Linked DNA regions of Rattus norvegicus: region 1 is linked to region 2. A link is a contact called in public Hi-C data. All regions are on one chromosome and are shown on one strand. Each heading gives the region's core, a stretch centred on a gene start, on an enhancer-like site or on the middle of the called end of the contact. The rest is flanking DNA. Distances are from core to core; before and after follow the strand shown. Region 1 holds the start of Gnb2 (G protein subunit beta 2). Region 2 holds the start of Nyap1 (neuronal tyrosine-phosphorylated phosphoinositide-3-kinase adaptor 1).

Evidence for each region. A called contact is a pair of places that touch in the nucleus more often than the background predicts.
Region 1: a contact with region 2 is called in a Hi-C map of the A7r5 cell line, with 2.4 times the contacts expected there. The contact joins the promoter of Gnb2 here to the promoter of Nyap1 in region 2. A contact is called at or near these places in 1 of 12 Hi-C or Micro-C datasets (the A7r5 cell line) and 1 of 1 datasets of contacts at active chromatin or transcription factors (oligodendrocytes).

Annotation. Positions count from the first base shown.
Region 1 is chr12:24,793,616-24,797,695 of GRCr8, reverse strand. It overlaps Gnb2 (G protein subunit beta 2), which reads right to left and starts at 1,917. Exons shown (of 9, transcript NM_031037.2): 1 at 1,779-1,917.
Region 2 is chr12:24,590,839-24,595,088 of GRCr8, reverse strand. It overlaps Nyap1 (neuronal tyrosine-phosphorylated phosphoinositide-3-kinase adaptor 1), which reads right to left and starts at 2,025. Exons shown (of 7, transcript NM_001107132.1): 1 at 1,478-2,025; 2 at 70-221. The coding sequence starts at 137.

The DNA.
Region 1 (4,080 bases), core at 668-3,167, 200 kb before region 2:
GGCTGTTCGTGGGGTTGCCTAGGCAACCGTCACCCGAACTGAGAGCACCTCATTGGTGAAGTGCCCCCACCCTAGCCTCGTTTCCAAGGCAACCGCATCCGCGGCAGAGACCTGTAGGGTGGGTGACCCCACCCCCGGCCCCCATCGCCCCCGCCCGACCTAGTCTCCCGCCTCTTACCCAGAACCGGCCAGGGTGGCTGTTTACAGGATTTGGGAAAAGCCGATTGAGCACTAATAGGTTCGGGACGGCTCAACCCGGGATAATCCCCATTCCGGGCCGGCTGCACCCCATTAGCCTCTGGTCAGTGCGGGAGTAGCGGGGAAGGCAAACCCCCAAGCCGCCAGCTCCCTTCAGCAGCGAGGTCGCCCGCCCCGCCGCGCCCGCACAAAGCCCGTGGGAGCCTCTCAGAAGTAATTAGGGCTCCGAAGAGAGGCCCCTGGTCCCGGGGCGCGTAGCTGCTCTCTCCCAGGCGCCGGCGAGCAGCCCCAGGCGGCTCGGCCCGATGCCCCTAGGCACCCCTAGAGCCCAGCTCTGCGCCCAAGAGCCCCCGAGGCCTAGCTGGCACCACTCCAGCCTCCGACGTCCTGCCTTCCCGGGACACCTGTGCGATCTGGACGTGATTATTGCACTCTGGCGACCCAGACGTCCCCCACCCAGCTCCCACTTCCCCCAGCCACTGGGCGTTCCTCTTCCCCGAAGATGTTTCCCCTCCATAAGTTCAGCTTTCTGCGCCAGTGCCAGAGGATGCCCCTCCAAAATGAAGTGGGAGGGGGGGCAACGACACAGCTAGTACCCCACTCCAGCTGTGGACAAAAGCCCCTTTCTTCCAGCTGCCAGCAGCCCAGGTCTGGCCCCAATGACACAAGCAGAAGGAAAACAGGCCAGGAAGAAGACACTGGGTCGGGGACCACGCTCCCAGCCCTTGATCCCCATTACCCTCCAAGGTTCCCTCAGCAGCTCCTCGATTCTAGGGATAAAGCAACCATACCCCACAAACAAACAAAAAAGGTGCCACCGCCTCCGCAGGTGTGAGAGGAGACAAGAGAGGGTCCTCAGATCTAGCAGCTGGACGGCGCAGGCTGGTGCCGTGCTGCGAAGTGCAGTGGGCCAGGCCCTCCAGTTCGTAGGACCTCCATTTTGCCCAAAAGAAAGCTGGGTGAAGGGGACAGGCGACTAGGTGCCAGACCTGGGGTAGGGATTTATAAAAAGAATAAGGAGCTGAGATCTCCAGTTTAGGGTTCGGGACTGAGAAAACACTGCCAGAGCCTAAATCAAGGGACAGTAGGGTGGAGACGAAGACAAGGGTGGCCTTGAGGCCTTGGCCGTATCTCCTGGGATTCTGGAGTTCTGCAAGGCTAATGCAAGCAAGGGTGTGAAACGAGTGGGCACGAGGCTTGTAACCCAAGGGCAGGCAGCAGGGTGGTGGTGGGGGAAAGGGGGCGGGACAGGACCTAGAAGAAACCCGGAATTTAGCCCCCCAACTATTAAGGGAGTAAGAGGCAGGCGGGGCTGGGATGGGGGTCTAAATTAGAAAAAAATTGCCACTGATACTGCAGGGAGCGCATGCATTATTGAAGCCGAGGGTCCCCCCCAGTTCCCCTTCCGGGTTTGGAAACGACCGGGCCAGAGGAAGGGAGGGGAGGTCTGGGGAGTTACGTCCGTTTCCCAAGAGCCAAACCCGGGAGACGGAAGGAACCGAGGCTTCCCCCTGCCACACACACACCCGTGAGGATTTGGGGCTGGGGGAGATGAGGACTCCTTTTGTCAGCGGAGGTACCTGAGGTGGTGGGACTCTGCCAAGGGGTCGCTTGGAGGAGCGCGGGAGGTCCTGTCTTCCTCCGCGGCGGAGGCGGCAGCGGCGGCGACGCGGATGGATTTCCTCAGTCACCCCAACTCAACCGTCCAGCGCTGCTCTCCCCAGAGCGGAGGGATCCCGCCCGCCAGTGACGCGGCCGTCGCCGCCGCGCCCAGGGCCAGGCTGGACGAGACCAACTACCCAAGTTGTGGGGGGAAGCCTAGAGGCGAAAATACCACTCCAGAGGCAAAAACTGACTCAGTCACAGTAAAAGTACAATTTTACCTTTTTCTAACTCATCAAAGATCACAATACATGGTTTACTTCCTGAAAAGGAGCAAGACATCCTCCCTAGGGACAGCAGAAGTGGTATAGGCATAAGGGAGGGTGAAAAAAAAAACTCCCGGTCACGTGATCGACCTCCTTCAACCCCCCGGATTGGGCGGCTCCAGACTGGAGGCAAGAAGGCCCAATTCTCGGCTTGTACACGCCCCCTCTGGTGAGGCCACGCCCTTCCCCGGAGGCGGAGCTTGAGAAGTCTTAAACCAGTGCAGGACAGCGCGGCAGGAAAAGACAGGGAGTAGTTTGGTGACCACTAGAGTCCCATAAAATGCAACTCAGAGGGAATTACACCCAGACGATTCTTCAAGCGCAGCACTGTGAGGGTTTTAGGCTCCCTAGACTACGCCTCATACCACTGCAATAAGAGTTCCTAGTTATTGATTTGCATACTTAAAGGGTTTTTGGTTTGTGATAGAGTATCATGAGCCCAGGATAACCCTAAACTGATAATCTTCCTGCTTGCACCTACCGAGTGCTGGAATTACAGGTACACACCCCTGTGCCTGATATATGCAGGGTGGAACTAGGGCTTCATGTATGTTAGGCAAACACTCTACCAACCGAACCACATCTCCCGCCAAAATTTTTGTTTATTAATCTTCATGATACTGACTATAGACTCAGGCTGAAGAGTTGAGATACGATCTCAACTTTAATAACTTCAACCGTTGAAGGAAACTACACTGTGGAGCACCCCACCAAGGGGGTACCTGGATTTCCATGTCTCAAAAAGTGTGTTGGGAGAGGGGGTTGGACAGATGGCTAAGGCAACAGAGTGCTTACCATGCAAAAAGAAAGACCTGAGTCTGATCCCAGAAAACCAAGTGAAAGAAAAGAAATCCAGGCACAGTGGTCTCGCCTATGCCCCCAATGTGTGCAAGGGTGGAAAGGTCCCTGAAAGGTTGCTGGTCAGCCTGTCTGACTCAGTTAGGGAGTTCAGGTGAGAGGTCTTGTCTCAAATATTAAAGCAGGAGCAGCTGATTCAGCAGTTAAGAGAGGACCAGGGTGGGCTGGAGAGATGGCTCAGCGGTTAAGAGCACTGACTGCTCTTCCAGAGGTCCTGAGTTCAAATCCCAGCAACCACATGGTGGCTCACGACCATCTGTGATGAGATCTGATGCCCTCTTCTGGTGTGTCTGAAGACAACTACAGTGTACTTATATATAATAAATAAATTTAAAAAAAAAAAAAAAAGAGAGGACCAGGGGTCTGTTGCCAGGCCTGGCATGGTGGCTCATAACCTTCTGTAACTCCAGTTCCAGGGAATCAAATGCCTTCTTCTGATGCACCAGGTACGGACACATGCACACAAGCAGAAACGGAAAACATTCATACACGTAAACTAGACCTTGAAGGAATTAAGCCGCAAAGCAATTGAGGAAGATCCCAACCACCTCTGCCCACTTCAACCTCCTAGGCACCAGATGTGGTAGCCCACACTTGTAATGTCGGACCTCCATAACAGCACCCTGTCTAAAAAACACAGGACAGAAAGCAAAACGACACTAGCAATGCCACCTCGTTCACCTTCTCCTTTAATTGACATATCCCATGACTTATACAGATAACAGATTCAACATTACAATTTGGAAAAGATCTTCTGAGGGTTGGGGATTTGGCTCAGTGGTAGAGCGTTTACCTAGGAAGCGCAAGGCCCTGGGTTCGGTCCCCAGCTCCGGAAAAAAAAAAAAAAAAAGAAACTGAGAAGAAAAGACCTTCTGCATAGTTTTACTCTAGTATCCTCAAGGTACACAGGGCCAAAGTGACTTTCTTAAAGCCACGTAAGTGAGCTAGCTGCCTAGAGCCAGTCTCTGCAGAGCTGTGTCCTCTCAAGCTTGTTTCGGTGTTAATGGGTTTCCCTGTTTTAGATCATCCAGCCAATGTTTACTGAGCCCCGGTAATGTATAGACTCTGTTTTTGGTTTTTTGTTTTTTTTTCTTTT
Region 2 (4,250 bases), core at 776-3,275:
TGGCTAAGCGAAAGGGGCAGGTCTGAGTGCAACAGGCCATGGGTGGGACAGTCGAGGGCTCAGCCTTACCTCCTTTTGGCCTCCTCTTCTTTGTGCTGTCTCCACTCCAGCTTGGTTTTTCGGTAGAGAAGGTTCATGTCGTGGGACAAGAGGTGGGGGCTGAGGGGCCCTGCTTAATGCCACCAGGCCCGGGGGGCGGCCCTCCCTGGGTCCCGGATCCACTTGATAAAGGGAATGGGTGGAGAGAAAAAGAAGGATATGGTTGGGGAGGGAGGAATGAAAAAAAGAAAGAGGAACAGAGACATGATTTGGGTCTTCAGAAGAGGAAAACACAGGCACAGAATTTCCAGTACAGCTTAGGGGACCCCTCCCATCCAGCCAGCCATAGAAGTGTGTGTGTGTGTGTCCGGAATCACACACCCTGACAAAGGTGTTTGGAGCCACAGACACTGAGAGATCAGGTTGACACAGATTCCCATTCTGTGTAAATAGATCCTGAACCACCACAGACAGACCTCTCAAGCATACAGCAACTCTGTAGGGACACAGCATATTTAGACACACCACCAGCGACAGACTTAGATCTACAAACAGGGACAGACATAAAGGGGCACAGGTAAACACAAACCCAGGAACAACAAACACACAGACATAAACACCCACAGACACACCCACCGATACACACAGACCTCTAGCACACAAATCTGCTATGGAATTGGCCACACCTTCAGACAAGTTGTGCTCGGGGCCTACTTGCGTACATCACACCCAACCGGGGGGGGGGGCAGTTAGGCTTGCTACCCTCTTTTGGGCCCGAGGTTTAGTGGGGGGTTCATCAGGACAGGGTGGGGATGCTGAAGGAAGGATGGCGATACTGAGTTGGATAACTAAAATTCCACCCGTCCATCTACCTTCACTCTTTGGAGTCCCCGCTTTTCCAATCCTGGGCCTGGACCTCCGTCCACCTCTATTTGAGCTCTCTGGTCCCTCGGCAATGGTTTCTGCCTCCCTCCTCTTGCTGATAGCCCAAATCAATCTACCTTCTGTCTGCTCCAGGATTTGGGAGAACCCCGGCTTCCCCCTAGTAGTCCCGCCCCTGAATCCCACCCTGGCGGGGGCGGGGGTCTCCAGCCTGGCCCCATAGCAACCTTCTGTGCTGCGGCCTCCATACCTGCGCTTTGCGTCCCTTCCCCCAAACACACTCTCTCCCTTTCGCCTTCAGCTTCACGTCTCCTCCCTGGAGCCCCTCCTCACAGCCGTCCTCCTCCTTCCCCAGTTTGTTCCAAACCTGGCCTGCTTCATTCCCCCCCCCCCTTTTTCCATCCAAGGGCCCCAGGTTCCCGGGGCACCCCCTCCTCTTCCCCTTGTCCTGCTACCCTGGGTGTCTCCGCCTCTCGCCCCGCCAATCCTCCCTACCCCTAGTCCCCCCATCACCACCTCCCCGCATGAAGCCTCCCCAGTTTCTACATCACCGTACCTGGCCTGCCGGGCGCCGGCCCCCCCATGCCGGGCTCCGCCCGGAGCAGGAGGAGGGAGGAGGAGAGACAGAGAGAGACCGGGGGAGCCGAACTGGGCCCTGCCGCAGAGACAGCCCCGCCTCCGGGTCCGCCCCCAGACCCGCCCCCGGCCCCAAACCCACCCTTCCACACCCTCCAAGGACAGAGCGGGAACGGCGGTGTGGCGCTGCACCAGGAGGTTGGGGTGGAGGATGCAGGGACTGCGGAGCGTACAGGGGATCTTGAGAGGAAGGTCTTGGGGTGTGGGAGTCCCGCTCCCCAGCCTTCGGGCGTCTGGTCCTCGCCAACCCGCGCCCCCTACTCAGCGGTGCTGTGCTGGGTTGGGTCTCCCAATCCCTAAGCAGAGCGGAGCGGGGTGCTCAGCGGCGCCCCCCAGCGGGAGCCTGGAGGTCGCACCCACCCGCGAACCCCGTGCGCCTTAGTGTTCCCGGGTGGGAGGCTGCGGCTGCCAAGCGGTGAGGCGGGCAGAGGGACTCCGAGTCGCCTGCCCCGAGATCAGCGCATCTGCTCAGCAGGGGGCGTGCTCCTTTGGCCTACCCCGGGCCGTGCCCCCACCCCGCCACCCCGCCCTAGGTGCGGGGAGGGATTGGCTTGGTGCTGGGCCTCCTCCCCTTGCAGCCTCCCAGGCGCCCGGACCTTGTTCCACCGTGTGGGGCTCAAAGTCTTCCGCACGTCCGCCCCCGCGGTCCAAGTCATCCCTTACTAACCTTTGACTCCGTGGGCGCCGCCCGCCAGGATCTGCGCGCACTAGGTTGGTCTGTACTGGAGACCACTACTTGGGAGTGGTTAGGGATGTGACCTCACCCCTCCCCTCCGTTAACCTTTTCTCATCAGCCCTCTGACAAATTCCTTGCTTGGATTAGCTTCAACACATAGCTTTGTGGTTGGGTAAATTGGCATCGAGGAGAACTCGGCTGTATCCTCCAATGACTGAAAAAAAAAAAAGATCCCTGCAAAATATGTACATCCTAATCCCTGGTACCTGTGGATGCTTTCAATGCGGCAAAATCTTTGCAGGTGTGCTATGTGGCTTCAAGCAGATCTCACTGCTTGTCTGAGCTGTGTCTCATGTCATACTTGCCTTGATTAACCTTACTGGAGGCCTGGCGCGCTGTGGCAGACACCTGTGATCCCAGCATTCCTCAGGTGGAATCGAGAGGACCTTCAGTTCAAGGTCATCCTCTGCTACACAAGTTCAAAGCCAACATGGCCTGCGTGAGACTATAAATAAAGACCTTAGGAAGGAAGAGGGTTGTAAGCACTTTGTAAATCAACAGCCCCATATAGGGATGCAGTCTGGAGGAGTAAGCGTATGTGGGAAGCTTGTTTCCTGGACTACAGGACCCGGCTACTACAGCCATTCTTTACTATGGCTAAAGCAAGACAGACAAGAGAAGAAAGAGTGTGTTTTGTTTTTTTTTTTTTTTTTCTTCAGACAAGATTTTTCTGCGTGTAACCCTGGCTGTCGTGGAACTCAGTTCGTAGACAAGATTGGTCTGGAACTCACAGTGATCCACCTGCCTCTGCCTCCTGAGTGCTGGATGAATTTTAACAAAGAGATAAAGAATAAATAGACAAGAGAGGGGAAGGAATTGCTTTTGTTTGATTTTCGTTTTTCAGTACAGGGTTTCTCTGTGTAGCCTAGACTGTCCTGGGACACACTCTGTAGACCAGGCCAGCCTAGAATTCAAAGATCTGCCTACTTCTGCTATCCGAGTGCTGGGATTAAAGGTGTGTGTCGGGGTTGGGGATTTAGCTCAATGGTAGAGCGCTTGCCTAGGAAGCGCAAGGCCCTGGGTTCGGTCCCCAGCTCCGAAAAAAGGAACCAAAAAAAAAAAAAAAAAAAAAGGTGTGTGTCACCCATCCCCCCCCCAACATTTACCTATCCTTAAAAACAAGCACATACTACTTTTGCAGAAGACTAGAGCTCAGCTCCCAGCGCCCACACTGAGTGGCTCACAACTCCCTGTAATACCTGCTTCAGAGGATCAGATTGCCCAGCAGCCTCAGGCACCTGCACCAATGGGCACATTCCCACAACCAAACACACACACACACACACACACACACACACACACACACACACACACACACACCAAATAAACTGTAAGACGGGCACATTGGGGCATCCTTTTGTCAGCATTTGGAAGGCAGAGGCATGCAGACCTCTGAGTTCAAGGCCAGTGTGTTCCGAAGCTCAACAGTGAAGTGTTGAACTGAACTAGCATGCCTAGGTTAACTCACGAGCACTGAGTCTACCACGATAAGAAAGGTGATGAGAAGTTTCCATGAATGTCAGGTGTGGCGGCTGCGTTTGTAATTCTTGGACTCAGTTGTGTGAAAGAAGAATCAGGATTTACTTGGCTACCAGCTTGGGCTATTAAGACCTTGTCTTAAAAAAAAATTATGTGAGTCAAAGCAAGGAGTCTAGATATCCCCATAGAAACCTGAATTCTGCTGTAGAGAAACAATGAAATGCTTCTGAGCCTCAATTTCCCTCTTTGAATATCTGCATTCATGCCATCTTTCTTCCCTTTGAGAAAAGGTGAAGGCTTAAAACTACTTTTTTGGGGTTGGGGATTTAGTTCAGTGGTAGAGCGCTTGCCTAGCAAGCACACGGCCCTGGGTTCGGTCCCCAGCTCCGGAAAAAAAAAAAAAAAAGAAAAAGAAAAAGAAAAAGAAAGAAAAGAAAAAAAACTACTTTTTTTTTTTTTTGGCAGAATCTTATGTAGC